Linked DNA regions of Mus musculus: region 1 is linked to region 2. A link is a contact called in public Hi-C data. All regions are on one chromosome and are shown on one strand. Each heading gives the region's core, a stretch centred on a gene start, on an enhancer-like site or on the middle of the called end of the contact. The rest is flanking DNA. Distances are from core to core; before and after follow the strand shown. Region 1 has its middle 6.9 kb from the start of Gm34428. Region 2 has its middle 21 kb from the start of Gm46842.

What was found. A called contact is a pair of places that touch in the nucleus more often than the background predicts.
Region 1: a Hi-C map of CD8 T cells shows a contact between it and region 2, with 1.6 times the contacts expected there. The contact joins two enhancer-like sites. A contact is called at or near these places in 2 of 15 datasets of contacts at CTCF or cohesin (large pre-B cells and pro-B cells), 24 of 484 Hi-C or Micro-C datasets (B cells, CD4 T cells, CD8 T cells and 18 more), 11 of 115 datasets of contacts at active chromatin or transcription factors (CD8 T cells, bone marrow-derived macrophages, embryonic limb bud and 8 more) and 2 of 9 other capture datasets (embryonic stem cells and embryonic tail).

What each region holds. Positions count from the first base shown.
Region 1 is chr4:9,012,544-9,018,451 of GRCm38.p6, reverse strand. No RefSeq gene overlaps it. Among named protein-coding and RNA genes, the nearest start is that of Gm34428, 6.9 kb to the right of the region's middle. Within about 2 kb of position 2,576, at least 93 of the 459 cell types and tissues checked have an H3K27ac peak or open chromatin away from gene starts, as enhancers often do. A contact at or near this core is called in CD8 T cells, where this site is marked.
Region 2 is chr4:8,886,480-8,892,791 of GRCm38.p6, reverse strand. No RefSeq gene overlaps it. Among named protein-coding and RNA genes, the nearest start is that of Gm46842, 21 kb to the left of the region's middle. Within about 2 kb of position 4,276, at least 27 of the 459 cell types and tissues checked have an H3K27ac peak or open chromatin away from gene starts, as enhancers often do. A contact at or near this core is called in CD8 T cells, where this site is marked.

The DNA.
Region 1 (5,908 bases), core at 1,327-3,826, 130 kb before region 2:
TGGAACTACAGTTACAGGCTTGTGAGTTACCACATGTAGATGTGGATGGAGCCTGTCTTTCAGAAGGACAGTACATGTTCTTACCCCCTGAGCCACCTCCCCAACCTCACAAATGCTATCCAAATGTAGGCTCCTGGCCAAATCACATTTTCTTTTTATCTCTAAGAAACATAATTTCTGTGATCTCATGAAGCCAAAAGTCATTTACTCTCAACTCAACAATTGCTACAGGGAGAATTCAGTCAAGGCATTTTTGGGTCTTTCTCTTTCTTGTCCTTGACATATGAGTTGTGTCACTGATGGTCAGACCCACACCCACAGAGAAGTGTTCGCTGTCATTCTGTCAAAGCCCTCCCACACCCTAAAGTAAGTCCCTCATCTCTACCATGTATTGGTCTTGTTAGAACAACACAAAGCAGATCATTTTGCAGTTGTGACCAATGGTGGCATGTCCTTCTTATCAGGAAAAGGCAAATTTAGAAACCAATTGCATTAAGTTCTCACCTTAATCAAGTTCTTATTTGCCTAATGTTACCTAAAGGCTTAGGGGCTAGAGAGATGATTCAGAGGCTAAGAGCACTGTCTCCTCTTCCAGAGGACCTGAGTTCAGTTCCTGGCATTCACATAGCAGCTTACAACTGTCTATAACTCGGGTCCCAGAAGTTCTGATACACACACATGGTGGACAGATGCACATGTAGACAGAACACTCATTCACATAAAATAAAAATAAAGGTCAGAAAACATTATGGGGAAAAAAGACCTAGTTTTGAAGTCTCAGACTTCTTTGTTGCTCAAGTTAGAGCATCAGAAAAAAAAAAGATAAAGAATTAGTGCTAAGCATAGTCATTCCTTTAAGCCTTTTTAGAAGACAGGATCTCGTTGTGTCCCAGGATGGCTGGGAAGTGTCTATGTAGACCAGGCTCGTTTTCAAACTTGCCTTAATTCTCCTACCTCTGCCTCCAGAGTACTGGGGTTACATGGAGACATCACCACAAAGGACTCTGCTTAGCTGATGTATAATACAGCTAGGGACACCAATCTTCATCTCCGTATCCATTGTCTGAGTGTCCACCCTCTTACGTACCAACATGCCAAAGAGAAAAATATTACCCTCTCTAATTTTTCCTTCCTTAGCTATTGATAAAGAAAACACATTCATCAGTCCTCACGTTTGGGCTCAGGCTTCTGCCAGGAGACCCGTACACCCCAAAGCAGTTACAAACCAGAGTGGAAGGGGAGGGTTGGCATTTAGCCGTGGTAGAACTAACAGGTTGATCAGCATGGTTCACTGGTCGGACGATGGGGAATACCTTAAACAATTCCATCAACATTGATCTACTTTAACCAGGTGATATGCTAATGAGTCAACCTTCTTGCTCCCTAGGTGACACTACTTCACAAACCATCAGAGCACACCACCTTTGCAAGAAGAAAAAAAGCCACGGAAGAAGCTGTGAGTTGACACTTGCAGATGAGTCTAATTCCCCGTGTCCTCTGGATGCATGCCGTGTTGGGAGAACTCCATGCACATCGAGCTGATTTTTGCTGTCATCAGAACTGACCTTCCATCCCCCAGGAGGCCCCGAGCCTGTCTGCTACAATGACAAGGAAAGGAGCCAGCCTTCAACCTGGGGCCCTCAGATGTGCAGCACAACAGGCCATGTTCAACCTCTATGGGGCAGCTGGATCACATGAATTTTTTAAAAGTAAAACAACTGATTCGGGAGGAGGGGGGAGGGGGATATGTTGGTACTTTTTCCCCCTGTGAAATCCCAGTGGAGGAAATGCGTGGCCCAGTGTGTTGATCTTGGCCTGGGCATACACAGTGCCTCTGTTCTGAGGATGAGCCGACGCATGCAGATGTGCAGAGCAGCCATTTCCAAAGGTTAATTAAATATTACCATTGTTTTCCAAGCTATTAATGTCTGTTCTTTTATTTCTTCATGAGAAAGGTTTTGCCCCACTCTGAAAGCCATTTGAATCTGCTTCTCAGTTCCTGCCCCCTCTTAAAGCCCCAAAAGAGAATGACCAGAGGGCCAGTCAGGAGGGACAGAACTGTGGTAGCAAGCCATGGAGATTTCTGCGCTAGAGGCAAGAGGCAGCTTGGAGCTGGGGAAGGAGGGACAGCAGCCAGGGCAGGCTAAGATGAGGTCCCTGCAGCACTTCAGCTCCAGCTGGAGGCAAGAAGCCTGTGATTTCAAAAAGGTTTTCTTACAGAAGCAGAAAGGAAGCTGCCAGCTCTTTCCACCTTTGTGTGTTGGTAAAATAACCGACTGTTTCTGAATTTAGTAACTGATACGTTTTGGCTTTCATTGGTTCTGGGAAAGGATCTGGGTGGTCAGTGAACACAGTCAGGAACATGGCCTGCTTTGCAATGTCAGTGTGTCCCTTGTCACCTCCAAATGACATGGTTTCTCTCTCCCGCCTGAGGTGACCTGTTGTGGCAAGGACAAGGGCCTCAGTGCAGTGGGGGAAGGGACTGGAAGACGGACAACGAGGGATAATAAGACCAAGGTCACAGAGAGGACACGGTTCCCTCTGGCAGGAAGTGCCACCCTCTGTGACAGCAGTTTACAAGAATCCTGAGCCACGATGAGCACAGCAGTCTGCAGGAAGTCTCTGCGGACAGCCTATCTTCCAGGGAGAGCCGAACATGTTTTGTTTGCAAAGTAATAATGCCTCCCTGGGTGCGGGCAGGACACAGCAGACCTACCACATAAGGACTGAAACACAGGAGCGGAATGAAGACAGGTGCCAACCAGGTGCCGCAGGTGGCCTGGGGGTTGGCCCAGAGGAACTAGGGAGCAAAGAATAGTGCCAACTCTGGCCATGAGCTCCGTGCCTCTCCCCCCAGGCACAGATCATACACTCTGAAATTCCATCCTCTCAGAGCTTATTAACAGGGCACTCAAGTGCAGACTCTGCGGCCAAATGCTCTGGGTCCTAAGCCCATTTCTGCCACGCCCTCACTGAGCCACTTCAATATGTCTCATTTCCTAGCATTTGTATTTTTCATCTGTAAAATGGAGCCAAATCCTTTGATGCTGTAAACTTCCTAGAATGATTAGAGAAGGACAAAGCTGGGGAAAGCACACAGGAAACAGGGAGAGATCAGGAGTGAGGAAAAGTCTAGAGGGAAGAACACTGAAGGGCAGGGCTGGGGAGACTGGGGAGAAAGGAAAAGGAAATCCAAGAAGGGAGAGCAGAAGGCAAGCAGGAGAAGGCCATGATCCCTCTGCCCTCTGGAGGGCAAGGTCCTTGGATGCTGAGGCTCAGCCTGTCATTAGTGGTCCTGATCCAACAGTGGCTCCCCGTGCTGCAGGGCATGTGTGCAGCACACACTGGCCACATGCACGAGTGTGAGGCCGGATGATGAGAGGACCAGATGAAAACGGTGCTTGGACAAGCAAAGCTGAATAAGTAATAGAAAATAGGATTAACTCTATGTAGCAGCTGAATTTATGAATGAATGAATGAATGAATAGCAAATAGCACTGGTAGTACACTCCAAGAGTAAGCAGCAGGACACCTTAAGAAGAAGGTTTGCCTTCCTAACACACATGAGGAAAGCCCTCCAGCTTCTAATGAAGCAAGTACAACTGAGGAAAAAAATACCAAAATATTCTCTTTAGATTGTTAACTTGGCAAATTAAGAAAATCAATCTGACTGAATATTGACAAGGGTACAGACAAGTATGGCTGCCTTGCACCAAATGAGACACATATCCTTAGTACGCAAAGAACTTTCACAAAACAACAAGGAGCCTACCAAAAGTGGGTAAACCGTTTGAATAGGTAACTCAGAACAGGTGGCTGAGACAGGTGAGACGCAGATGCAGAAGCAGAGACGATGGAGATACGGATGCGTGTTCTTATCACAGTCATGGATAGGCAAAGCAAAGCACCACCAGCTCTTGGCCTGTGACATCATAAACATGGATAGCCCCTTCTCTTACACACTGTCATGGATTGAACACACTGGGGTTCTTAGTCAAGGTGGCAGTCTCCAGAATGGATTGTGGAAGTCTAGCTAGTCATGGGGGGGATCGACTTCATGGCTCGTGATTGTGGAGGTTGAATGCTTAGGTCATCAGGGATTACTTAGAAGGACTAGGAAGGGAGGTTTTGCAGGCAGTGGGTGTGGCTTTGTTGAAGGAATTGTGGCACTGGAGGTGGGTGTTGAAGTTTCAGAAGCCCAATCCAGGCCCAGTCACTCTCTCTCTCTCTCCCTCTCTCTCTCTCTCTCTCTCCCTCTCTCCCTCTCCCTCTCCCTCTTTCTCTCCCTGCTGCCTTGGGTCTGGATCTAGAACTCTCAGCCACTCTCCAACACCATGCTTGCCTGCATGCTACCATATTCCCTGCCATGATGACAATGGACTAAACCTCTGAACCTTTAAGCCAGCCCCAATTAAATGCTTTCCTTTGTAACAGTTGCAATGGTCATGGTGTCTCTTCACAGCACTAGAACACTGACAGAATGGCTTTGCTTTTTTTGCAATAATGTGTATAACGTGTACAATGTGTTCCACTTGCCAGAGATCCAAACCTCCGGGGCCATATGACCCAGGACTGGAATTTTAGAACTTTAAGACAAGATAAACCTCTTCTTTCTCAGTCAGTTAGCTCAGGTATTTCATTATAGTAGCAGAAAGCTCTGTAAAAGAAGAGTCTGGGGGACATAGCCAGTCTCTCAGCAAACCGTTAACAGAGAAGAAGATTCTTTCAGGGCTTTTGTTGTTGTTTTATTTTGTTTTGTTTTGTTTGGGGGCGGGGAGGATAGCCCAGCAATATCAGTAAAAAGAACTAGAAAATTCTGACAGTTTTGTTTCTTTCTCGACAGAAAGCTTTTACTTTGACTCCTCTTAAAAACAACTCCCAATTCTTCCTGCTGCCTTGTTCTTTTTAACATTTCCAACAGTAAACTAAGCTCCCTGTTTTGATCCATACTCTGGCTATGCTCAGTATATGGTGAATTGTTTCCCATTTTTTAACCAATATTAAGAGCCCTTCTGTCTTTCCTCCCTCTCTCTCTACCCTTCCACCCATCCTTTCTTCCCTGTTAGGCTGGGGGGTGAAATTCACGCTATTAGGGACACTCTCACTGAGTTGCACCCTAGCTCTGTGTTATTTTTCTTAATGCTGCTGCTCTCCAGATCAAACCTAGCACCTCATGCACACTAAGTGAGCACTACCACCATGCTAATACCCCCGCCTCCCACACTACTCTTTCAATACCAAGTCCAAATGCCCAGGAGCAGGTAATTGTGTGAGGGGAGGACCCCGTCCATCCTGAGCATCTGAGTCACCTGTTCATCTTCTTCCATCCCTGGAAGCGTTCCCACTGCCCTTTCAGCAGAGCACATATTCCCTGCTTCAAGATTTCCTTCGTTCCGGGCAGGAGTCCCTGTGCTTGGACGCCTGCCCCATCCCATCCTGTCAAGCTGTCTCCTGCAATCATTCCAGCAGCTCCTGAAATCCTGCTTCCTCCACCAAGCCCTCCCCAGCTGAGAGCAAAGCGATTCTCCTCCGGCTGCCCACCTGTTCTGAGCGTGGGCAGCCCCCTCCTCCCTGCTGGTGCATCTAAGGGCAGCAGATCCACCATGTCCTGTTCACTAAGTGGCGTCAGTGTCCTACATGTCCTTCCCATGCATCTGCACCCATGGTGGCTGAGGCGTGTGCTTATGGATGTTTTGCTTGTATCAGCAGTGTGACAGAGCTGGATGGTGGCTGTTCACTGGGAACGACCTTGCACAGCATTACCAAGTTCACAGTCCCGGGGTTGGGAAATGAGGCTTGCATGAGGGTCAAGCTCGCCCTCTAGAACACTGACTTGCACCTGAGGACGGGGCAAAGCTCTTCTGAACTGTCAAGATCTGAACATTATGCTAAAAAATGACTTAGGTGA
Region 2 (6,312 bases), core at 3,027-5,526:
GGGGAGAAGGTGTACCCAATGGAAGGGTATACTGAGACCTGGGAGCCCAGAAACCACACAGCGCTGAGGAAGTCTCCTTAGCAGAGGTGTTGAAGCTCCCAGGAGGCTATCACCAGCTAAGCTGAGCAGCTCAGGAGCCTCAGCCAGCTGGCTCCACGTCTTCTGCGTCTTCTCTTCTCTTCACTGCTTCTTGGCTTCTTCTGATGAGTCACACCCGCGGCAAATCTCATAAAAGCGGTTTATTGGGAGAGTCCGGGTGTGGAGGGACAAATCCAGGGGCAGCTGCCTCTGCTCCAGGTTGCCGCCAGCAGGTGATTAAACAAACACAACCTTTATATAGGGTTTCTTCAGGAGCTTGGGAGCTTTCCAGGTGAGGACTGGTGGGATTTTAAGCCTTGAGCTTGGGTAGGTCAGGAATTTGTGGGTTTTTGTGGGAAGCTCAGGGATTGGAGGGTTTTCCTGTTCAGGGATTGGCAGGATCTTGTTCAGACTTTTCAGCTAGGGTTAGCATAATCTGGAAGGGTCCTACGGAGGGGCTGGAAAGACTATTATGACGCTCTGGGAGGTCTGGGGAAGGGGCCTGACTGTTGGAACTTCTCGGGCTGGGGCCTGGCCACTTTTTTGCCTTGGGGGCTTACCAAGGGTAAAAAGTCTACCCAGTATGCTAGGTTTACAAAGGGAGTTCACAGCAGGGAAGCCTTTCCTTTTTTCTTGAGTGGCCATGAATACCCAACACTCTCAACTGCTGAGCCATCTCTCTAGCCTCAACAGAAGACATTCTTGAACTGTTGATGATCAGAAGGATCTTTCTGCAGCTGATACTTACAGAACGTTTGGGCTGTCCCGATTGTTACAATGCCCAGTGAAGTGCTCTTGGGAAATGGTGGGAACCACAGAGGAAGAGCCCATTCGGAAGTAATTAGGTCAATAACGGCCCAGCTCTTAAAAGGAATTGATGGTGCTCTCATGGAAGCCTGGACACTTCTTGAGAGAGGGATGTTAATGGATGGGCATGAAAACTCGCCAAGTTTTGGCTCCTGTTCTCGTTATGTGATCCCTTCCTCTAGCATGAGTAGCTGTTAGGATGCCATCTGCCATGTTGTGAGGTTGCCAAGGTGCCTACGAGATAGACAGCTCCAAGCTATGTAGATTTCCATCCACTCAGTGAACTAAATCAACTTCTGTTCTTTAAAAGTTATCCAGTTCCGGGAGCTTTGTTGTAGCACTGGAAAACTAACAGAGAAGTAAAACCGGAAACAAACGAGAAGAATTAGAAATGCAAGTTCGTTGTTCTTCTGGTCTCCACGACGACTGGAGCAAGGCTTGGCTCAGCTTTGCCATGTGTAGGAATGAGAAGAGGCTGGACTCTGTAGTGTAATCTGGGGATAGTTTTTTTTTTGTTTTCTTACCCTTGTAGAAATGGTCTAAGGTTCGTGGTATCGTTTTAAAGGTTTTTATAGTATTTATTGCAATGTGTGTGTGTGTGTGTGTGTGTGTGTGTGTGTGTGTGTTTCTGTGCACATGTCATTGCATGTGTGTGGTGGTCAGAGGAGAGCTCACAGGAATCAATTGTTTTTTTCCTTCCACCATGTGGGTTCTGGGAATTGAACTCATGTCATCAGGTTTAGCAGCAAGTGCCTTTAGCTACTGAGCCATTTCATTGGCCCATATGATATCCTTTTAAATGAGTTTTTATTTTCCCTACACCAACTATAGTAAATCTCCACTGCTTGCAACTAAGAATATTCACAGATGGGGAAATTGGAGCCAGCAGTAGTTATAGGAAACAGATCTCACACAATGAAGAAATATGGGCTTGATTATCAGGCTACTTGGGGTTGATTTGAGAAAATAATGATGCTGTGGATCTGACAGGTCTTGTGGCATGCATGTAAAGTGGTAGACTCCAGTGATGAGCATTTCAGCATGGGGTTAATGTCTCTTAAATGGTAAACTACGTAAAGAAAGTTAAAATATGTCCATTATTAGGTTCGAAACATAGTCATTAAATGTGAGACAGTTCCACTTTTTATTTCTTACATAGGCCCCACGTGGACAAAGGCAGACTCAGAGTTGGATCCTGCATGATAATGAATTTGGTTTTCCTAGCTCTCATGTACAACACGCAGCGTACTGACTGGGAGTCAAGGCCTGCAAATCCAAATGGCAAGTCCAGTGGGCTCTTCAGAGGGCCAGGATATTCTAGCTCCCCAAATCTTCCCTGCACACCACGGAAGCACACCTACCCTTCCTTGGCAGGCTATTGCTGGTTCTTTGTTTAAGCAAACCTGGATATCATGCTGCAAACCTATAGCCCTTTTAGACCTGTAATGAGCTCTATAAGTAGGGTCAGGCCCCGGAATGTTCTGCCAGTTTAAGTGCTAGAGGATTATTAAGTGATTAATAACACGGCTGATTGAATTGCCATTACTGAACTGGATGTGGGGTCTCTCCACTGAAATAAACCAATTTAGCTAAGGCACTTCTTCTGGAAAGGTACTTATCTCAAAATTTTTTCTTCTCCATGTTAATAGAAATCATTGAAAGAAGTTTGTTTTGTCTGGCTGGGGGACACCAGTAACTCTTCAACACTAATTAATTCACTTTACAAAAGATATCACATAGGATTGTTACATTAATAACTGGATGATTACATTAATAATATCACTAGGGTGGGACCCAGTGAGCAAGAAATATTGGTGCCATTATATCTTTGTAAGAGACAGATACACTAATTCTTCAACCATAGAACCTTTGCCCCACATTGTGGGAAGAGCAATGATGATTAAGAACATATGGCTTAGTCTCCTAGTCATGGTGCTACGGCAGTATCCTTAGAAGGCAGGCCCCATGGAAGGTCTTTTGATCACTGAGAGTGTGTCTATGAAGGGATTCATGGGCCCCTAGTCCTCTCCTTTTCCTTCGTCAGTGTTTAGCCTTTGCCACCTTCCAGTGGCTTTGTTCTTGGCACATTACTGTTGTGATGTGCTCCTTTGCCATAACCCTGCAAAGGTGTGGACCAGACAAACATGGACAGAGAGCTCAGAATCCCAAGGACAGTGACCTGAACTAAACCTCTGCTTGTCATACACTCCTTTATTGAGGGTATTTTATTTTCCTTTTATAAGGGGGCTTGTTGGGGGAAGAGAAGAGGAGTGAGGACCTGGGAAAGGGTAGAGGCAGAGAGGGAGCCATGAGGGGGCGGGGCAGAGACCCCAGTCAGCGGGAAGTAGTCTAAAGAACATAGCACCCTTACTCCTGCCCACCATCACCCCTTCCTGGTTCCTCGGGTATTTTAAAAATAGTAACAGAAAGGTAATACCTAGATTTTATTTTCATAGGAATCTGTAGCTACCTCTGAGGGCATTATGTTTCCTGGGAGGACCACAAGGTCTGAAGGCACATGTCCTCAAGCGAAAAGAGCTGGGGGTTGGAGAGATGGCCTGGAGGTCAAGAACACTGTCTCCTCTTCCAGAGGACCCGGGTTCAATTCCCATCACCTACATAGCAACTTACAATTGTCACTCACTCCAGTTCCAGGGCATCCAACACCATCTCACAAACACATGCAGACAAAACACCAATGCACATTTTTTTTTTTTAAAGAAAAGAAGAAGAAAAGTACTGTTTGTTGTATCATATGGCCCATAAGAAAGAACTTTCTGGTGTGGGGATAACACATACCAAATTTGGTCGTCTTGTCATGTCTTGCCCCAGGTGATAACAGCTTTAGGCAGGGCTCCATTAGTCTCCAATGGACTGAGTCAGCAGAATCCATTCTTCTTCTCGAGCCTGACGCCTTGATCCAATGGATCACCAACAGTGAATAGCAGATATAATTACCAGTTTTCACACTTACACTATAGCAAAACAGAAAGTGTGATTAGGTTATACAGACAGACAATGGGTAATTGCTTGGCCATGTGGTAAGGAACTATTAAAGAAAAATAGTTAATATTTGGTGACAACATTTGTTGAAGACTGTGGATTGATCCCTGAGAGTGGTGTTAATGATCACTCAAAGTCTCTGATGGTGGAAAGGCTCTTCTCACTACAGTAGACATGAAGGTCTATTCTCTATCACTGAGCCACTGTCTCCAGCATCCCAGTACTTGTTCAGTGTGTTCATAAAGGGCCATGGAGAGGGGCAGAGAAGCCATGCACAGCTAAGCAACATGAACACATCCTTATCTGCCTGAGTCTCCAGCTTCCTCACTGCAGTGACCAAGCCTGAAAGTCACCATGGCCGCGTGCCCAGCAGGAGCAGACATCCTGTGGTAGCTGGCTGATTACATCAGACTCCTCATAATCAAAGAAATGGGAACTTGCTTTCTCTGAAACACTCACTGTGGACCTCGGTTGCATCAGCTTTCCTTCTCACCAAGCTTCTCTTTGACCTATTCTATCTGTGTGGATGTATTCTTTATCAGGGTGGTACCACTCACATAGAATAGCTTCTACTATTGAGTGAAAGAGGTCAGAAAATGGGCTCTGAGGGTCACCAATCTTATACATAACCTGGCATGGCTAATACTGATTGTCAACTTGGCAGGATCTAAGATCACCTAGGAGACAGGCCCCTGGGCTCATCTGTAAAAGGGGTTCTAGATTAGGGAAGACACACCCTACCTTAGGCAGTACCATCATGGGCTTGGTTCTAGACTGAACAGAGAGGAGAAAGCTATCTGACTGCCAGCATCCATCTGTCTGTTCCCTGACTACAGAAGCAACCTGACTTAGGTGTCGCTCTACCAGGCTGTCGCTGACATGATGGATTTCAGCCACTTGAATATGTAAACCAAAACAAATGTTTCTTCCATTCCCTTAGCAACTTTAGTCAGGTATTTCATAGAGCAATGATAAAGATAGTTAACTCAGGTGCAGCTTACTCAGATTCCTGTAAGAATGGCAGAGCAGCTAAATGAAGTCCCACATTGCACAACCATGAACATAGAAAAACAAAACCAAAAACAATTAAGTTTATCTTTTGGTTTTTCGAGACACGGATTTTCTGTGTAGAGCTAGCTGTCCTGGAACTCTCTTTGTAGACCAGGCTAGCTTCAAACTCACAGAGAGCTGTCTGCTTTTGCACCCAAGTGCTAGAATTAAAGGTGTGCACCACAATGCCTGGTGAAAAAACAAACAAACAAACAAAAAACAAAACAAAACAAAACAAAACAAAAAAACTCTTAATTTTAAATTAAATCAGATGGCATTGCCAAAAATACTTCCCCCTTTTAAAAAAAGGCACATTTTTGGTATTCAACCCAATGATCTGATGTATACATACATAATGTGCTAACACGCAATCAGAATGGGTTGGATTCTCCCATGGAGAGTGATGGCCAGGGGCAGGGTATGAACTTGGTGACACCTGGCAGCCATTTTCTTTTGTGATCCTGGAAGTCTGGGTTTTGTTTGGAGATCATAATTAATGAGGAAGGAAGTTTCCACCTGGCAAGGCAGAAACTCTTCCATTGCATCTGCATGTTTTCATGACCTTCTTGCCTTTAGGAGAAGGGCCAAATAAATAAATAAAAATTAAAAAAAAATAAATGGGTAAATGGCCAGAAGTCAGTGTGTGGTATGGATTTTCAGTGAAATCGCTGATATTTTTGTGAGGGAGAAATGGATTTGCTGTTCAGTAATAGGACAGAAAAGCACTTGGGGTGACTGGGAGAACTCACTGAGTAGCCTCCTCATACAGCTGTAATGGTCTTTAAACATGGACTTGGTTGTGGGAAGCCATTCCAGACTCCCTGGCCAGCTGGACGGAAATCTGTGCCAGGCAGTAAATAAGCCCATATTTGGTGGATGGCTCGCCCTTAATCCCTGATTGGCTGAGCAAACCTGCCTGGTGAGGTGATGTGACCTGTGTTGATTGGTTGAGGCGTGGTTGTGGCTTGAGTGGATAAAAACGCTTGTACCCCGAGGTGCGGGGGATTTGAAGAGAGAAGCTGCCTGAGTAAACTGCTTTAAGAAGAACCGGTGGTTGTGTTTTCCTTGCTGGTCAAGTTGGATGCAACAAGTGGTGCCGAAACCCGGGAACCAACTCCCCCACCGAAGAGGTTCAGAACTTTCTGCAGTCAGGGTCTGTTGGCAGGATGAATACGGTAAGTAACTCACCATCCCGGGTTTGGGATTAGGCTCTTGGTAAAGAGACAATAAGGCTCTTGGTAAAGAGACAATTAGGCTCTCGGTAAAGAGACAATAAGGCTCTTGGTAAGAGACAATAAGGCTCTCCAGCTCTGGAGAAGAGAAAGTGAAAGTAAGAGGGTAATAGGGACAGTCTATGGATTACTTTCTTTTTCT